2 separate regions of the Callithrix jacchus genome follow, and region 1 is linked to region 2. Evidence: chromatin contacts called from public Hi-C data. All regions are on one chromosome and are shown on one strand. Each heading gives the region's core, a stretch centred on a gene start, on an enhancer-like site or on the middle of the called end of the contact. The rest is flanking DNA. Distances are from core to core; before and after follow the strand shown.

What was found. A called contact is a pair of places that touch in the nucleus more often than the background predicts.
Region 1: a Hi-C map of skeletal muscle shows a contact between it and region 2, with 6 times the contacts expected there. The contact joins two enhancer-like sites. A contact is called at or near these places in 3 of 3 Hi-C or Micro-C datasets (induced pluripotent stem cells and skeletal muscle).

Annotation. Positions count from the first base shown.
Region 1 is chr8:110,492,208-110,495,258 of calJac240_pri, forward strand. The region is part of intron 1 of LOC128928843; the gene reads right to left. Among named protein-coding and RNA genes, the nearest start is that of FLVCR2, 12 kb to the right of the region's middle. Within about 2 kb of position 1,379, at least 1 of the 16 cell types and tissues checked has an H3K27ac peak or open chromatin away from gene starts, as enhancers often do. A contact at or near this core is called in skeletal muscle, where this site is marked.
Region 2 is chr8:110,229,259-110,232,151 of calJac240_pri, forward strand. No RefSeq gene overlaps it. Among named protein-coding and RNA genes, the nearest start is that of FOS, 36 kb to the left of the region's middle. Within about 2 kb of position 1,608, at least 5 of the 16 cell types and tissues checked have an H3K27ac peak or open chromatin away from gene starts, as enhancers often do. A contact at or near this core is called in skeletal muscle, where this site is marked.

The sequences.
Region 1 (3,051 bases), core at 129-2,628, 260 kb after region 2:
GGGCTGGGTGCAGTTGCTCACACCCAGCACTTTGGGAAGCCAAGGTGGGTGGATTGAGTCCAGGGCTGGAAACTAGCCTGGGCAACATAGTGAGACGCTGTCTTTACAAAAAGAAAATTTAAAAATTCGCTGTATGTGGTGTACTCCTATAGTCCTAGCTACTCAGGAGACTAAGTTGGGAGGATCCATTGAGTCCAGGAGTTTGAGGCTGCAGTGAGCTATGATTTAGGAACCCTGGTGACAAGGCAAGACCCTGTCTCTTTAATAAATGCTTTAAATGCTTCAACAACAAATAATTAAGAATGTCTGTTTAACAAATGCTCTCATGCTAACGTAGCCACGTCAAGTGCCCTCTGAGGACTGCAAATGCAGGATTAGGCAAACCTGTGTGAGATGACTGGTGGCCAGAGAATCCAACCCCCAGGGCATATGAACCCTTCTGCCTGCTTTCCAAAAATAAATAACCTCTTTCATACCGTGACTGATGCCTGAAATCCTATTCTTAGAACTTTGTTCCTATGACGTAAGGTCTTTGTCACCCATCAGGTGCTGCTTGTGAGTGTCTTGGCTTGGTTTCTAAGTTAAAATGAGGCCTGCTCCTTTGCAGCTCTCAGGAATCAGTTTGCCTCCCCTGATGCTTCGCTGGCACCTGCTGTCCATTCCATTTGCTTATTGATGTATTCGTTCAACAAAAGGAATTGAGCATTCACTTGTGTAAGACACTCTGCTAGGAAGTAACTAAGTGGAGAAGAAGACAGCAGACCCAGCGCCTGCCCTCATGGAGCCTACAGTTTACCAGGGGAAACAAACACCAAGGAACTCATGATTCTATTTTTATTTTTATTTTTAAATTCATTGAAAAACAGTCTTGCTCTGTCAGGCTGGAATGCAGTGGTACCATCTTGGCTCACTGCAACCTCCGCCTCTTGGGTTCAAGCAATTCTCCCACCTCAGCCTCCTGAGTAGCTGGGATTACAGCCACACACCACCATGCCTGGCTAATTTTTGTATTTTTAGTAAAGATGGGGTTTCACTATGTTGGCCAGGCTGGTCTTGAACTCCTGACCTCAAGTGATCCGCCTGCCTCTGCCTCCCAAACTGCTGGGATTACAGGTGTGAGCCACTGTGCCCTGCCTAATTATTCTAATTAAGTAATGACAATTGTGGTAAATGGCATGAAAAAGAAACATACAGAAATCATACACCCAGGACACCTGACCAATTTCAGGAAGGAAGTGATATTTCAACTGAGCCTTGAAGGAGGAGCAGAGTGAAGCAGATGAGGAAGGCGGGGAAGAGCGTTCCATGAGGATGGAAAAGCATGTGCCCAGGGTGACCAGCATGAGGCATGGAGAGTCTATCTCCTGGCCTGAGGAGCCTACTGAGGTGCCCAAGTAACTAGGAAGATGGTCCTACCTCTTCCTGATGTCACCACCTCCAAAAGTGCTGGTGTTACGCCCTACTTCACAAAGGGATTCCCCATTTTTCTCAGCTGGTGACCCACTGCAGTCGGTTGGCACAGCCCTACCATCCTACATGCCAGCACCCCCAGGCCTTTCCTCTCCTCCAGTCGTCACCAGGAAACCATGGCAGCCTCCTACCTGCCTCCTTGTCTACTCTACACAGCAACCAGAGAGATCCCTTTATAGCACAAGTCCACCACATCACTCCTCTGCTTAAGGCCCCTCCAGGCTTCTGGCTTCACTTAATGTCCACATCCTCATCAGAGCCCACAAGACCCCCTACAAGATCTGACCCCCCACTTACCTGTCTGACCTCCCCTCCCGCCAGCCCCCCACTCTGTTTCTAACCACACTGGCCTCCCTGCTGTGTCTGCCCACACCAAGCACGTTCCTAACTCAGGGCCTTTGCACATGCTATTCCCTGTGCCCAGGACACTCTTGCCCCAGATGTCCATTTCCTCCCTTCCACTCAAATGTTTCTTCCCTAGCCAGTGTCTCACTCTTCATTGTGCCACCTTACACGATATTATGACATTTGTTTAACCATAGACTGTCTCCTCCACAGGATTATAAACTTCAAGAGGCTCAGGACCTTGTCAAGGTGTTCACCGTTATATCCCCTGTGCTCAGAGCAGCACTTTCACATAGGGCTCCACAATATGGTTTTATTCATATTGATGTGTTTATTTTTGAGACAGGGTCTTGCTCCGTGGCCCAGGCTGGGGTGCAGTGGTGTGATCATGGCTCACTGCAGCCTCGACTTTCCAGGCTCAAGTGATCCTCCCACCTCAGCCTCCCAAGTAGCCAGGACCACAGGCATTTGCTTATTAATTCATAGCCACCATGCCTGGCTAATTAACAGTATGCTGAGTCAATCAATTAATGAACAGGTGTCACCACTCACAGCACCACCCATCCCTCCCTTCCCCTCATCCCTCACTAACTTTAGCAAAGGGGAGGAAGGGAATGCATGATTCAAGACCCCATAGTTCTTTCTGGTGTCCCCAAACTTTTCCAACACACTGGTCAGGAGCAGGATTTCTTTCTTTCTCTCTCTCTTTCTCTTTCTCTCTCTTTCTTTCTTTCCTTCCTTCTTTCTTTATTTCTTTCTCTCTCTCTTTCCTTCTACCTATATTTCGCCTGCAGTAGGGAGAAGGCTTTTAATAGCCATGGAAATGCTGGGAACGTGTCACCTTCCAAAGAGTGTGCATGTCTGGGACACAGAGGGAAACACCTCATTGCTTGGTACTGAGGCCCAGGCACAGAGGGGACACTGAGTCCCAGCTTGTGTGCCCCCAAGGCTGTGAGAGATGGAAACAGGTTATATCAGTAGTTTTGTGTGTGTGTGGTTTTCTGATTCACTGGCAGAGCTGAACCATATCAGCAGATGAAATTAGGTGACACATGGCCGTTGCCATCGCGTGAGCCCAGTGGCCGTTTTCTGTCTGGGGTTATACCCGCTCCTCTAGCTCAGCATCACCACCCACAGGCTACCACCGCTGTTTCTGCCGCTTCCATGAACTATATGTACTGTTCTTTACTCAACTTTTAAAATGGGATGGCTTTTATGACTTGAATACATGCGTTT
Region 2 (2,893 bases), core at 358-2,857:
CTGATACTTCTGAGGGTAAATTCAGGAGTATCCGGGACCACTCGAGTTATTAAAACTGATTATTTGGGAGACAAAAACCTGATGAAATAGCAAAAGGGTAGAAGCCATGTTTTCAAATTTGTCATAAACAATATTCTGGATTCTTGCTTCTAAGTTATCCAGATAAAAGCAGCAAAACCTCCCCAACATTTGAGGTGAAAATTCTCTTGGATGTCTATCACCACATTCACCTAAGCTGTTCCTTAGCGTCCACATACTTGTTTGTTTTTCTTCCTGAATTTATTTATTTTTGATGTTTCTACACAGCTGGGCTACCTCTGTCATGTTGTATGCTTCTTGCGTTTTACCAAGTAACAGGCTGGCCTTTAGTCGCAAGTGCGGCATTCTGGAAGCCAACTTAGTTTAGTGATAGGGTTCTTTTTTTTTTTTTGAGACGGAGTTTCGCTCTTGTTACCCAGGCTGGAGTGCAATGGTGCGATCTCGGCTCACCGCAACCTCTGCCTCCTGGGTTCAGGCAATTCTCCTGCCTCAGCCTCCTGAGTAGCTGGGATTACAGGCACGCGCCACCGTGCCCAGCTGATTTTTTATATTTTTAGTAGAGACGGGTTTCACCATGTTGACCAGGATGGTCTTGATCTCTTGACCTTGTGATCCACCCTCCTCGGCCTCCCAAAGTGCTGGGATTACAGGCTTGAGCCACCGTGCCCGGCTTAGTGATAGGGTTCTTGATGGAAGTTGAATGTGCAGATTGGGGCATTTAGCAGATTATCTGATGCTCAGTCTTTCTTTCTTTGTTTTTTGAGACAGAGCTTCACTCTGGTTGCCCAGGCTGGAGTGCAGTTGCTCAATTTTGGCTCACTGCAACTTCTGCCTCCTGGGTTCAAGTGATTCTTCTCCTCAGCCTCCCAAGTAGCTGGGACTACAGGTGCCTGCCACCACACCCAGCTAATTTTTTGTATTTTTAGTAGAGACATGATTTCATCATGTTGGCCAGGCTGGTCTCAAACTCCTGACCTCAGTTGATCCGCCCACCTTGGCCTCCCAAAGTACTGGGATTACAGGTGTGAGCCACCGCGCCTGGCCCTGATGCCCAGTCTTTCTATTGGCTCTGCCTTGCCTGAAGGGAAAGTATGTGTTCATCAAACAGGGATCCTCTAGACCTTGTTACTGTGATGGGGAAATACCCGAACGTGCCAGGAAATCCCGCTCAGGCAGAGAGCAGGATTCTTGGCTTCCCAGGGATTCACATCTCAGCCCCTGCAGCCAATCAGCAAGGGAATTGCTTCAAACTGACAAGGAAAACAAAGCCTAACAAAAGCAACTGGAGCGCAAACAGACTTGGGTGAGGTTGGGAAGGGGAGTCAGGCCTGGCGTCATCCGGCTGCAGGCCAGGCTGTTGCCAGGGTGACAGCCAGTCCGTTTACCAGCAGGCAGCAGAGCCAGCTTTCTGGGGGGAAGCCCAAGAAGGGGAGGAGGAGCAGGGGTGCCCCAGGGGAGCCTGTGCTTCTCCAAGTTACAGAAACCCACAGAGAAGGCTCGTCCACTTCCAGGGAGCAGCGCCTTTTCTCAGGAGCTGGGCAGGCAGCCCAGGGGCCAGTGGGCTGGGAGAAGCCGGCCTGAGAGGGACGGAAGTGGCCATTGAACAGGCAAAGAGCCCTCTGGAAAGGCTAGAAGCCTTTCTGGGCAGAACAGATTTGCAGCTGTGTTGGCTTTCTGGGAAAAAGATGAAGTGGATCACAGTGTTTTAAAACAAAAAACTGCCCCCCCACCACGCCAATGGAGGAAAGAGAGGGCTTCAGAAACCTCAGAGGTGGAACATGGAAATACCTTATATTCTTCTCCGGGAGTTTTTGTTTTCTTACTTTATTTTTTTACTCTGATGATAACAATTCAAGTAATTACCTAGAAGACAAGAAGAACAAACAACATTCAGTGTCACATGTTAGAAAGTGTCTGCTTTGCAGGGCTCATCATATCAGAGCCCGACTCTGTGCCTGGATGGTGCTCAGGTCCATGAATGTGGGAGCCTTTAGGATACTGACACCCTTTCTGGCCAGGGAGCAGCATTAGCCGAAACAAATGCAGTGGAAGAAAGAATCTTGGCACCTTCCTCCAGAAAGCCTGCTGCCAAAGTGTCATGCAGAAGGAAAAATAGTTCCTGATTCTACTCATATGAGCCTCCTCGAGTAGACAAATGCAAGCAGACAGGAAGCAGCGTGGTGTTTGCCAGGGCCAAGGGGAGGGCAAGGTGGGGAGTGAGTATTTAATGAGTCTGAAGTTTCAGTTTGGGAAGATGAAAAGTTCTGGAGACGGATGGTGATGACAGTTGCACCACAATGCGAAGGTACTTAATTCCACTGAACTATACACTTGAAAAGGTTCAAACAGTAAGCTTTGTTATGTATATTTTACCACAATAAAAATAATCATGTCTGTCAGTAAACACTGCCTTCTTGTTGCACCAGGAGATAGTGGTGTTTGCTTGAAGGCAGACACCCAGGGCACCTGGGTTTACCTCTTTGAACCGCAGCTGTGAGGTCCATCCAGTAGAACTTATACTTTCTTGTTTTTGTTTTGAGACAGGGTCTCAATCTGTAACCCCGGCTGGAGTGCAGTGACGCAATCTCAGCTGACTGCAACCTCAGCTGACTGCAACTCTGCCTCCTGGGCTCAAGTGATTCTGTGCCTCAGCCTCCTGAGTAGCAGGGACTACAGGTAAGCGCCATCACACCTGGCTAATTTTTTGTATAGAGACAGTTTCACCATGTTGCCCAGGGTGGTCTCGAACTCCTGAGCTCAGGTGATCGCCCACCTTGGCCTCCTAAAGTGCTGGGATTACAGGCGTGAGCCACTGTGCCCGGCCAAGTGGAACTTAGACTTACAGACAAATGTG